2 separate regions of the Anas platyrhynchos genome follow, and region 2 is linked to region 1. A link is a contact called in public Hi-C data. All regions are on one chromosome and are shown on one strand. Each heading gives the region's core, a stretch centred on a gene start, on an enhancer-like site or on the middle of the called end of the contact. The rest is flanking DNA. Distances are from core to core; before and after follow the strand shown.

Region 1 (5,502 bases), core at 178-2,677:
TGAGCCTCCCTGCATTTACCGCTCAGGTTGCTGCTTTTCTCCTTCAAGGCCCATATTATGTAATAGCTCAGCTGCCTACAAAATTATGTATCGCCATACAAAAAGCATGAAAAAAAATCTAAGTTTTGCTATGCGCTCCTCTAAATATATAAAAACCAACTTTATTTTTATTCTTTACCTCTGCATCAGCTTGATCGCATAGCAAGACAAAATTGTCACTGATACCAGCAGACACAAAATAACTCGAGCTTTGAAAATAAACTACCCTTTGACCACATGCGTAGTGTTTGAGGCAAACCGAGGAGGTAACACGCATATTTTTATGCTTCCCCACAGCATGCAGTGCACAAAACTGGGAATCAGCAATGCACAGGGCTTATGCAACCAGAAAGTCCCCAGCCTCGCTGCAGCACAGCTCAGTGCTGGCCACACCAAGCCTGCCCCTGAAGGCCTCCTTCCAGGGTGCAATTAATGCCTACAGTCACGCTAGGGCAGCAAAGGCTCCTTGTTTCCAGCTGGGAACTCGAACAAGACAGAAAGGTGTAAGTAGAGATAACACAATTTACCTATTTTTCCCCCAAGCATCACATAACTTGGGAGCATTATTCAACTGCAACAATAATTAGGACTGCCTAATTAAGAGCAGCATACCTAAGAGAATTCTGCTGAAATATGCTATGTTACTGATAGCACAGCCTTGGCTAAAAATGACCCAGTCCTGATGTTATTGAAGCTTTTTCTGCCTTTCTCTTAGCTACCTCTTTCTGCTTCCCTCCTGGGCTTGCAGAGGGACATCCACTCCTCCCAGCGGTGACTTCTCAATGGGGGCCTAGCTCTGAGTGACTTCAAGGTTAAAAGCTAAGTGTAAATGAAATTTAAAACTGGAAGTCCTGAAGCTGGGCTCTGAGGAATCATTGCACGGAAAGGCGAATGAATCGCTGTCATACACACAAGCAAAACGGACAGATCTGGTGTGGAGAAAAAGCAGCGTTAATGCCATTAGCTACTTCCTCCGGGTCCCTGGATAGAAGCCCAGGTGTAAAGCCACCTGAAGGCTCCGGCATCCCGAGCTGGATGCCACCAGATGCCCCATGCTGGACCCTGAATCCCTGCAGGTGACAGGGGCACGTCCCTCCCCGCTGCCACCCTCAGGGCACGCAGGCACGGCTAACTGCTGACAGACACCGTCCTGGCACTCAGATGCTCCTCGGTCTTCATCCTGTTACTATTAAAACACATCATTTAAGCGCAAAGCCGGAATCGCTGGCTCAGGAGGTTGATAAAGCTGCTTTGGGTTTGGGTTTATTTTCCGCCTCAGCTCCGCGGCCCAACCCCGCCACCTGGCGGCCGCGGCCGGGGGAGCCGGGGCCGCCAGGGAGCGCTCCGGGACCGGCCTCGCCTGGTGCCTGGCGCCCCTCCGCGGCCAGCCCCCGCCAGGTGGGAGGCACACAAATACATATTGAGATATAGATTTTATATATTTATAAATACGCCTTAGCGGAAAGTAAGGGGATGGGCGAGGCGAGGGGCGACCCCCTGAGGTGTTTCTGGTCACCTCAGAGCTCGCTGTGCCCGGCCCCTGGTGCTGCCACCAGCCCCTCGGTGCCGCCTCATACAGCCCACTGAAGCTGGCTTGGTAGCTGAGGGAAAAACCACACACACACAGAATATCCCAGTGGAAAAGTGGCAGGAGAAAACCTGAGGAGTGTTTGGGTGCCCATAGTGGTGCCTCCCTCACACTCTGCCCCTCTCAGGAAGGCGCTGAGAAATGGGGTGTGGGTGGCTGCAGGGCTCAGGTACGCTTTCCTACGCTCTCAGGGCTGTGAAAGAGCTCAGGGAGCAGAAATGTGGTGGCTTTTGGAGTAAATGTTTAAGGAGGAGCCCCCACAAACGTCCCTCTAGCTTTAAGGGCAGGAAGGCACAGCAGCTTTGAGCCTTAGGGGCTGACTTGCACAGAGGCACAAGGAGAATGGTAAGAAACGGGCTGGGAGCTCACAAAGTTTTTCTTGGGTGAGTTGAGCAAAGGTAACGAAACGCTTTCTTCCCTCGGTCCTCTGATCCGTGACACGCAAGAAAGCAAGATACTGGTGCTGATAAAAGGAAAAAGGAGCATTTCATTTTATGGAGGCATAACTGAGTACAAGACACCTCGTTCTCCCCTTTCAAAACACTGAAGTGACAACATTTAAAACTAATGTCCTTTCTAGACTAAAGTAACCCTTACATTAACTAACCTCCTCCAAATGTATTACTTTCCACTGCTAGGAGGTCATCAGCTTACCCACAACAAAGCACATGCCCACGGTGTTGCAGCTTCAGTGAGAAATGACCCTTACCTTTGAGCCAGATTCACAAGATACCACAAAAATAACAACTCCTTGTTTTAACAGAGGATGCCAAAGGGTCACTGTGCTCCCACCCCCCCCAGCAAATCTGAATTTGTTCGCTGGCAGTTACCTCTGAGCAAACATTAAGGCTGCAAGATGTCATGCATCAGGATCCTGAATTCCTGCCACTATTCCCAGGGACGGAGCAACTCTGAGCTGAACCCAGCTTGAGAAAATACAAGCACAGGTACGTCCACACACAGGGCTGGTATGTCAGAACAGCCAGATTTTAGCGAGTCTTCATTTCCGAGAGCGTTTACTGCTAAAATACCAGAATGCACTTTTACAGACAGATTTTCTTTCTTAAAAAAAGATTTCCTTACAAAAAACAACAGTATTTCTTTTAAAGAAGCACTCCAACATGCAATCATTTTCACCATGCTGGTATCTATTCAGTGTTCTCCCTTTACAAACACCAAAATGCTTGCGGGTATTGGTCTACCCCCCTCTTTTTTTATTCTCCCCCATTTGTTTGTTTTAATAGAGCATCAGCCAACATGGCAAAGACTTGCTCTTCAACTGCCAAAAGCATCACTTGTGCAAAAGTGATGTCAGCACTGCTTTGTTGGGAAGCTGGCCTTCCCTCCGAAGAGGCAGAACACACACATTGCCAGGTCAAGCAGTAATGGCAACTATTGTTGGTTTACTCAGCCCAGCAGCGTGACAGCTCGTAAGACAAGGCAGCATCATTAAAGATGATCTGGGATCACCTCGAGCTCAATCACTCCGCTCCCTTCTGGAGATCCATACGCTCAGGAATCCGATTCACAAAATCCAAGTGACTGAGGACATCACAGAGGTAACAATACACAAAAAGATCAAACCATGACCTGCTGGGGCTCCTGCACCCCCTTCTAAGCTGTCTCGCCTCTACATGCACATGTTCTGCAGAAAGTACTGCCCACAAGACTGTGAACTCAATGGAAAACAGGCATTTTATAAAATCTACACTTCTAAATTTAGTAATTAACTGTCAGAATTTGATACAAGAGTGTCAAATCTTTTGTTATTGTGCCACGCTACAGTTTTGTCTACTATTGTAGTTCCAATACTGCACGTAGACTCCACGAGTTTTCTGGTCAAGACTATTTCTAATTTTAATTGTTAAATCACTACTTTATTCAATTATTTCAATGAATTGCCTTAGCTTCCCCAATTATTCAAGTAGCTGAGTTCTCTGCTACCATCTACTTTGGATGAAATTACAAGAACACTCTGAAAAAAGACCTCAACTGGGATACACAGGAACACATGGGCCACGGGAAACAGGAATACTGAAGTACAAATATTCTTAATTGACCAAATAAATGCCTTTTGCTGGAGGCTTGACACATCAGAGAACTGAAGTTTATAACTGAAGTTTATACCTTCAAGGCATGGGAGCAAGTAATGACGTGGCAGACCAATTTAAAAGACAATCACGGAAATTAGCTGAAATGTAGGCCTCAGAAACCACTAAGCCAAGTACAAGGTAGCACACAGCAGTCTGGTACTACCAACCAAAGCATAACAAAAAATAAGCTTGGAAAGGTTCTCTGTCTAGACCAACCTACTGCTCAAGTGAGGGTTAACTTCAAAATGACATCAGGTTGCTCATGGCCTTCTGAATCAATTCAGCAAGAAGAGACAAAACTTAAAATTCAAAACTCAAAACTCACTACTGCCCCAGCAAGACCACCACAAGGCTCAAGAGCACTCAACAGAAGAATGGTGCAGACTTCACAAAATAAAACATTAGATGAACTTGCAACTGGTTCCCAAAACATTCTAACTCCAGGATATGAGAAGCAGGAGGCTGTATGGCCCATGAAAAACAGTTCCAGGAGTACAGCAGACAACTCCTCACAACATACCTTATATTAAGTTATATTTTAAAAATTACATCACCTATTTGGCTTCTACACCCCTGGTTGGAAGCCAAGCCACAACCGCAGCTCTCCAACAGCAGTAGCCTTCAGTATGTGGCACACAGTTCCTTATACCAGCTGAAGCTCAGGCTAGCCCGAAAAACAAAAGCACAAACAACTCTTCTCCCTTCCTGGTTGTTTTTTAAGGAGGAAAGCCACATTCCCTCGTTCTTCCACGGGTGAGGGCACATAAGGCAACAGCTGAAGAGAATAAGAAGCTCAGCCCATGAAACCTTTTCAGATGGGTACAAATTGAACCTGAACTGCAGACAAAAATCGAAGTGAAAGATGACAGTGAAAGGAGCACCAAACACATCCATCACACAGAAGGTACTTGGCTGTGCTGTACGGTCCCAGGTGACGCCCTGCTCAGGTGCCTTCCATTTGTAAATCCAACCACGTTCCAGCTCCGAACCACCCAGAAACCCCAAGAACTGAAGACAATATATCACCATTATCACCATCATGTTAATAAGGTTCAATTAGATACATAGGAACAACCGGCACAAACAGTTTCTGGGGTGCAGGCAGCATTAAAAGAAGGCTATGTTCAAACTGGCAAGAGATCTTATCAAAAAAAGCAACCCCAAGAAACTGAACCAAAACTTTAATGCTCTAAAGACTGCTGTAGACTTAAGACTAAATAGAATCCATTAAAAAAAAAAAAAAGTCTGATTAGCAGGTAACTGTAGGTAAGACTAAGAAAAACAAGGCGGGCACAGATAAGATTGCTTTGGTCTTAACTTTACGTTCAAAGACTGCCCATAACTCCGCATGAATTTCATACAGTTGTAAAAGCAGCCATTTTACCATCACAAGACTTGCACAAAGTCCAACAACTACATAATTTGGGACCACTTTGTTCATATTCTGCAACTAGATGAACCACTGCTTCAGTCCAAATGTTCAGATTAAGGCTGCCTGAATTCAGCCACCATTAACAGTTTGTTCGAGTGCGAAGATGGGTATTTAATGAAGGTGCTCAGAGTATTTACATATTTAACTCAGAAGGTACTGCTTTCTACAGTCACTTCTGGAACCTGAAAGGAAAATAAAGCAGAAAAGCAGAACAAACACTGAAAATTAAGAGATATATGGATCAATGATTACTAATACCTATAAAGACAACGCACAGAAGGATGCAGGATAGATGCTACATTAAGAGTACAAGACAAATCCCCAGCTAATTTATAGCCTCGTATCATCCC
Region 2 (4,915 bases), core at 699-3,198, 150 kb after region 1:
TCAAGAATTTAAAAAGGAGGAGGAGACGGTGTGAGAGCGTGTCTGTGTGTGTCTCCACGTTTTGGCCCGTTTCCAGCTGGCTGACGGAACGGTGCATGCTCTCTTCTTTGTTCCCAATCTGCAGCATAACCATAAAAACAAAAACCTAAGCAATGCATTAATGACTTACTTAATTTTGCTTTTTCCTACGTATCCAGGTACTCAGTTGGCCTCAGAGATGTGTCACTGTGTAGTTACAAGTAAAAGAGAGAGAAACGGCCCACCAAGCAATCTCCAAAGACACAGCGTGCACTGTGGAAAAGGACAGAGAAGCTGGTGCAAGTTCACCAATGACAAAAAAACTCTACGTTTTCATACCTACAGCTCACAAAAATGAAAAAAAAATACATTTCAGTTCAAGAAGAATTAAGTGTTCTCTGAAGTTTCTTTCTGAGTGTCCGAGAGCATGAACAAAAAACAATTTCCAGGAAAATGTGATGTGGTTGCAGGCGGCCTTGGGTACCCAAGAAAACCCCGGACCCTTCATGGCATCGATGGCATCAGATGCTGCATGGCAGCAGAAGAGCTGTGGTGTTCTTTGATCCTGAAGGCATGGCCTGCTTTTAAGAAACTCTTTCCTTAAGAAAGCAAGGCCCAAGAAGGGCATCAGGAAACAGTTTTGGGTTTGTTTCATTACTTGGCTGAATTCTGTATAATATTTAAATAAACAAACAAACAGTTCTGAATCACTCAAAATCCATTCTGCTATTCAGATCTTCAGAAGCCAGTTCAAACATAGCATCTTGCCCTTGACCCATCATTTTGCAACCTCCTCATAAAAAAAAAAAGTTGCACTCAGTGAGGGTTGTAGCTCAGCATCCAGCATCACACATGCAAAGACACACACACACACCTGCACGGCCAAATGCACACCCTGTTTTAAGTGACACAAGAAGCCACCAATGTGACTGTGTTAGAAGCTACAGACAAATATTTACAGACAAATGCTTTTCTTTCTTCTTCTTGCAAACGATGATTTCTCGTGGCCCTTTCCCAAAATATTGCTCATTTTCTATTACTGAGCTGCCTTCTGTCAGAAGAAATCAACAGAAACAGAACCTAAATCCTGACTCCTGTCCTTCTACGGAGAGAGATGGGGCTAAGAAAGTGGAGTTTGAAGTAGCCTAGTATCCAGCTGTATTTTGTGCTGTTTTTATTGGAGCTCCTGTCGTGATATATCTGTGCAAATCCAAGGGATTCTTCTAAAAGCTTTATTTGCTTTGCAGTGAATTCTTCACTCTGCAGAAGACCAAATTAACAGCAATGCTAAATGAACTACCCAGTCTTTCCCAAGACACATCACGAGCATTTTCAGCTTCAGTATCCACAAGTGGAGTGAGATGCCTTTGCCTTTTAATTAACCTATGCTAGAGGAAGCGAAGATCTGAGCTCCTGCTCTGATCTCTGATGGGAGAGACCAAGAGCTGAGGCAGAGCTGCTGCCACCTGCCATACCCCCAGCCATCAAGTCCCCATCGCCATGAAAAAGAATGTGCTTCCTTCCCATCAGTGGGTGAAATCAGAGCCCTCGTGCAATTTCTGCCAACAATGACTTGATCGCCCTGTTTCCGTGAAGGTCTGACGACCGCGGAGCAGCGCCTCTGTCAGGGGATTAACCTGTTCCTTAAAAACAGAATGCAGCAGCTAAGAGAAAAAAAAAAAAAAAAAAAAAAAAAGTGAATAAAAACACGATAGAAGTACATGATCTGTTTTTATATTCGACTGCTAAAATTGCTTCGTATCAAACAAGCCAGGCTAATAGATAGGGCAAATTAAATGCTAAGTCAAGGCTGCCTTGGCCGGCTGCTGCAGCTGTTAGTCTGGTTTCTGAAGGCACCAGCTTGCGGGGCCGGACGAACACAGTTTGCTGGATGCTCTCACGGCTCGTGGTGCAATGTAAGCACAACACTTGGAATACAATCCACCAGTGTCCCCACGCCAGATCCCATAACCTACTTCCTAGGCCTGCTGCCAGTGTTGTGCTATGAGTCACGAAGAGAAACAAACACAAGGAATGTCAAATTAAATAGGACACAAGGCTTTCGCAGTATTTAAAAGCGGAGCAGTTGTGCCGCAGCGTACAAACCTCCCTGGACTCCTCTTGGACCGATTCTCATCTGGGTAATAAGAAACATCCCCTTAATTAGTTCCACCTAATGAAATTCATAAGACAGGGAGTGGGAGTTTTGCTCCTGGGTAGAAACCGAGAACTTCTCTCCGGTCGAGCTGCCCGTTTTCTGCAGCAGTCATTAGCAAATTTTATCAAATCTCTGTGTTAAACAGTAACAACTATTGTTTGCCCAGAACACAAGTCCATTTATGAGCTGCAACACGACACATCGTGGAAACCCCAGACTGAAAGGCACTTCTTAAAAAAAAAAAAAAAAAATGGGATTGGCAAGAAAAAGTAGTTTCAAATTGTCAAGAACAAACAATGGGGACACTTCTACCTGATCTTTCAGGTTACTGTGGTCGGAGAGTTTCCTGTATCTCTGCAGGGTGGGGAAAATTAATTTACAAAATTTATTCCTCTTTCCTGCCAGTTAAGGGGCATCTGTTACCTCTCCAGCTGAAGCTCTGGGTGGTTTGTGCTTGCTGCACTGAGGCCAAGCAGAAGAAATCCAGGAAGCCCCAGGACACGTTTGCTCCTGTGGAAATATTGACCCAGAAGGGTCCATTTAAATCCACTTTGGTGACATGCCTCTCGTGTCAAAGTAATATCCATGGCAACAAAGAACTTCACTGCAGGAGAGAGAGTGCATCCAGAAGGAGCGTGTAATCGCTGCTTATCGATGACCGAAAGCCCGAAAGAACAAAGTTTGGACTTTCAGGCACAACACCAGAGGCCTTTATCTGGATGCTGCTTTGCAAGTGCAGATCACAGAAGACAGAGAGGGAAATCGAAGCCCTGGCAGCTGTTTTCCTTCCCAAACTCCTGTGCAAGGTGGCATGGCTCACTCTGCATTTGTGGTTGCCCTCCAAGAAGGTAACAGAGGAGGGCAGGAAGGAGGGAGCAGATACTCAGCTACCTTTGGAGACAGTAGCAGCACAAAACACCACTGAGACAGCCAAAAAAAAGCACAAAGCACCACTGAGACAAGCCTTTGGGATGACCAGGATTCCAGCACCAACCCTTTTCAGCACCCACTGAGGCCCCTCGCGTGCCTTCCTCGAAGCGGCCGCTGACCCATACGTCCATCCTGTTGTTCCATGTTGGGTCCCATAATTACAGAGCCTGACTTACGGGGTTAGTTATAGCTACTATTATGGGAAACTGCGACGCTGGGCACAGCTGCAGTGCTCGCTGAAGGGGGAAGGAGGGAGGAATAGGCACTCTGCAGCCTCTCTGCTGGTGCACAAGCACACGCTGCACGGGGCAAGGCTAACGGAGGCAAAGGAGGAAGCCACAGCCCCCCAGGGTCTTCCCCAGGCTCCTTCCCACTTATAAAGCCACCTTTGATTTAGGCTGCGAGGAGTAATTTTCCATTTTAGGGCTGTGGGGGAATTTTTTCAGAGCTTTCAGCAACAGCTCAGCCCCTGCTCTCAGGACCTGCTGGAAAAAGGCGCTGGCACAGAGCGTATCTCCCCGTGGTCCCGCAGGATCTAAAGGACTGCTTTGCAAGCAAGTTATCAATGAGTTTTAACTCACAAGTCCCTTACAGTGACCTGAATCCCTGCTGCCTGCTAGGACTTGCTCTGCTCTCCAGCCTCCTTGCTCCTGTCTCCACGCTGTTGAGGTAAAAAGCTCCCACAGCACTGCTCAGGGCCTCCAAGACAAACTTCCTGGGGTGTTGCAGTCCTTCTGCCCTCAGACCAGACCCAGCACTCGCTTTTAGCCTCGAATACCTGCAGAGGGCGGTTACAGGGGAGCACAAGAGGCCCAAGGCTAAATTTTAGAGGCAGCATTTTGGTGCAATGCCCTGCCTAAAACACTACGCAGCCCCACGCAAACGATTTGATCAATTACAAAGTACATCGACGACGCCCAACTGGACATTTTTACCTATGGTGGTGCTGACAGCACCCATCAGCTTCGTTTCTGAGAATCCATAAAGCAAGAACCCCCTCCCGCAGGGGTTTCCTTTTCAGCTGCACCAGAGGGCAGCCCCTGGCCCTGCAGCAGCCGTGATGGATTTATTACCCAGCCAGGTACTGACCAGCCTCCACACACCAGCTTATCTATCTGCCAAGGTCTGCTCCCATGACCCTTTGTCCCTGGTAGCCTGCTGAATTTATGTGCTTTCTCTGATGTATCACTACATGAAACTGAAGGTGGATTTTTTTTTTTTTTTACTGTCATTGCAGTTAAAACCATTAAAAAAAAAAAAAAAAGTCTCACTCGACCAAGGACAGGTGGGATGCAACCTGACCCTCTGGTTTGGAATAGATCATACATCAGTGGATCAAAGCGGCTTTAGGAGTTGCATTTTTAGTATAAATTTGAAAGGGCTATAAAGGAAGAGCCAGCGCTGTCTCAGGGGACACTGGCCTGAATTTAAAGAAACCTTCCAGTGACTGGAGCTCAGCAACCTGAGTCACAATGAAAATCTCTACTTCAGTGATTCTCAGTAGGCTTAAAAAAAAAAAAAAAGCAATATTGAAATAGGTTTTTATTATGGTTAACCCTTCTGAGGCTTGCAGCTAGAATTATGGATTTAGACGTATGTTTAGATACAGTTGCTGGCTGCTGGTATAAACAGCATTTTTTATTTTTTATTTTTTTTTTGAGACCAGAAACTGATGGCTGGTTGCCATCCGCCTCTGGGGTCCTTTCTCCCAAGAAAGAGCAGGTATTTATAAGCCAGCACCCGCTCAGCTGCTTGCCCTTAATAGGGCAACACACTCCCCAACCCATATATCAGAGCTGGGCTGGCGAC

Evidence for each region. A called contact is a pair of places that touch in the nucleus more often than the background predicts.
Region 2: a Hi-C map of skeletal muscle shows a contact between it and region 1, with 9 times the contacts expected there. The contact joins two enhancer-like sites. A contact is called at or near these places in 3 of 8 Hi-C or Micro-C datasets (liver and skeletal muscle).

What each region holds. Positions count from the first base shown.
Region 1 is chr1:176,875,999-176,881,500 of IASCAAS_PekinDuck_T2T, forward strand. The region is part of intron 2 of TSC22D1 (TSC22 domain family member 1); the gene reads right to left. Among named protein-coding and RNA genes, the nearest start is that of TSC22D1, 56 kb to the right of the region's middle. Within about 2 kb of position 1,428, at least 4 of the 8 cell types and tissues checked have an H3K27ac peak or open chromatin away from gene starts, as enhancers often do.
Region 2 is chr1:177,026,828-177,031,742 of IASCAAS_PekinDuck_T2T, forward strand. No RefSeq gene overlaps it. Among named protein-coding and RNA genes, the nearest start is that of NUFIP1, 31 kb to the right of the region's middle. Within about 2 kb of position 1,949, at least 1 of the 8 cell types and tissues checked has an H3K27ac peak or open chromatin away from gene starts, as enhancers often do.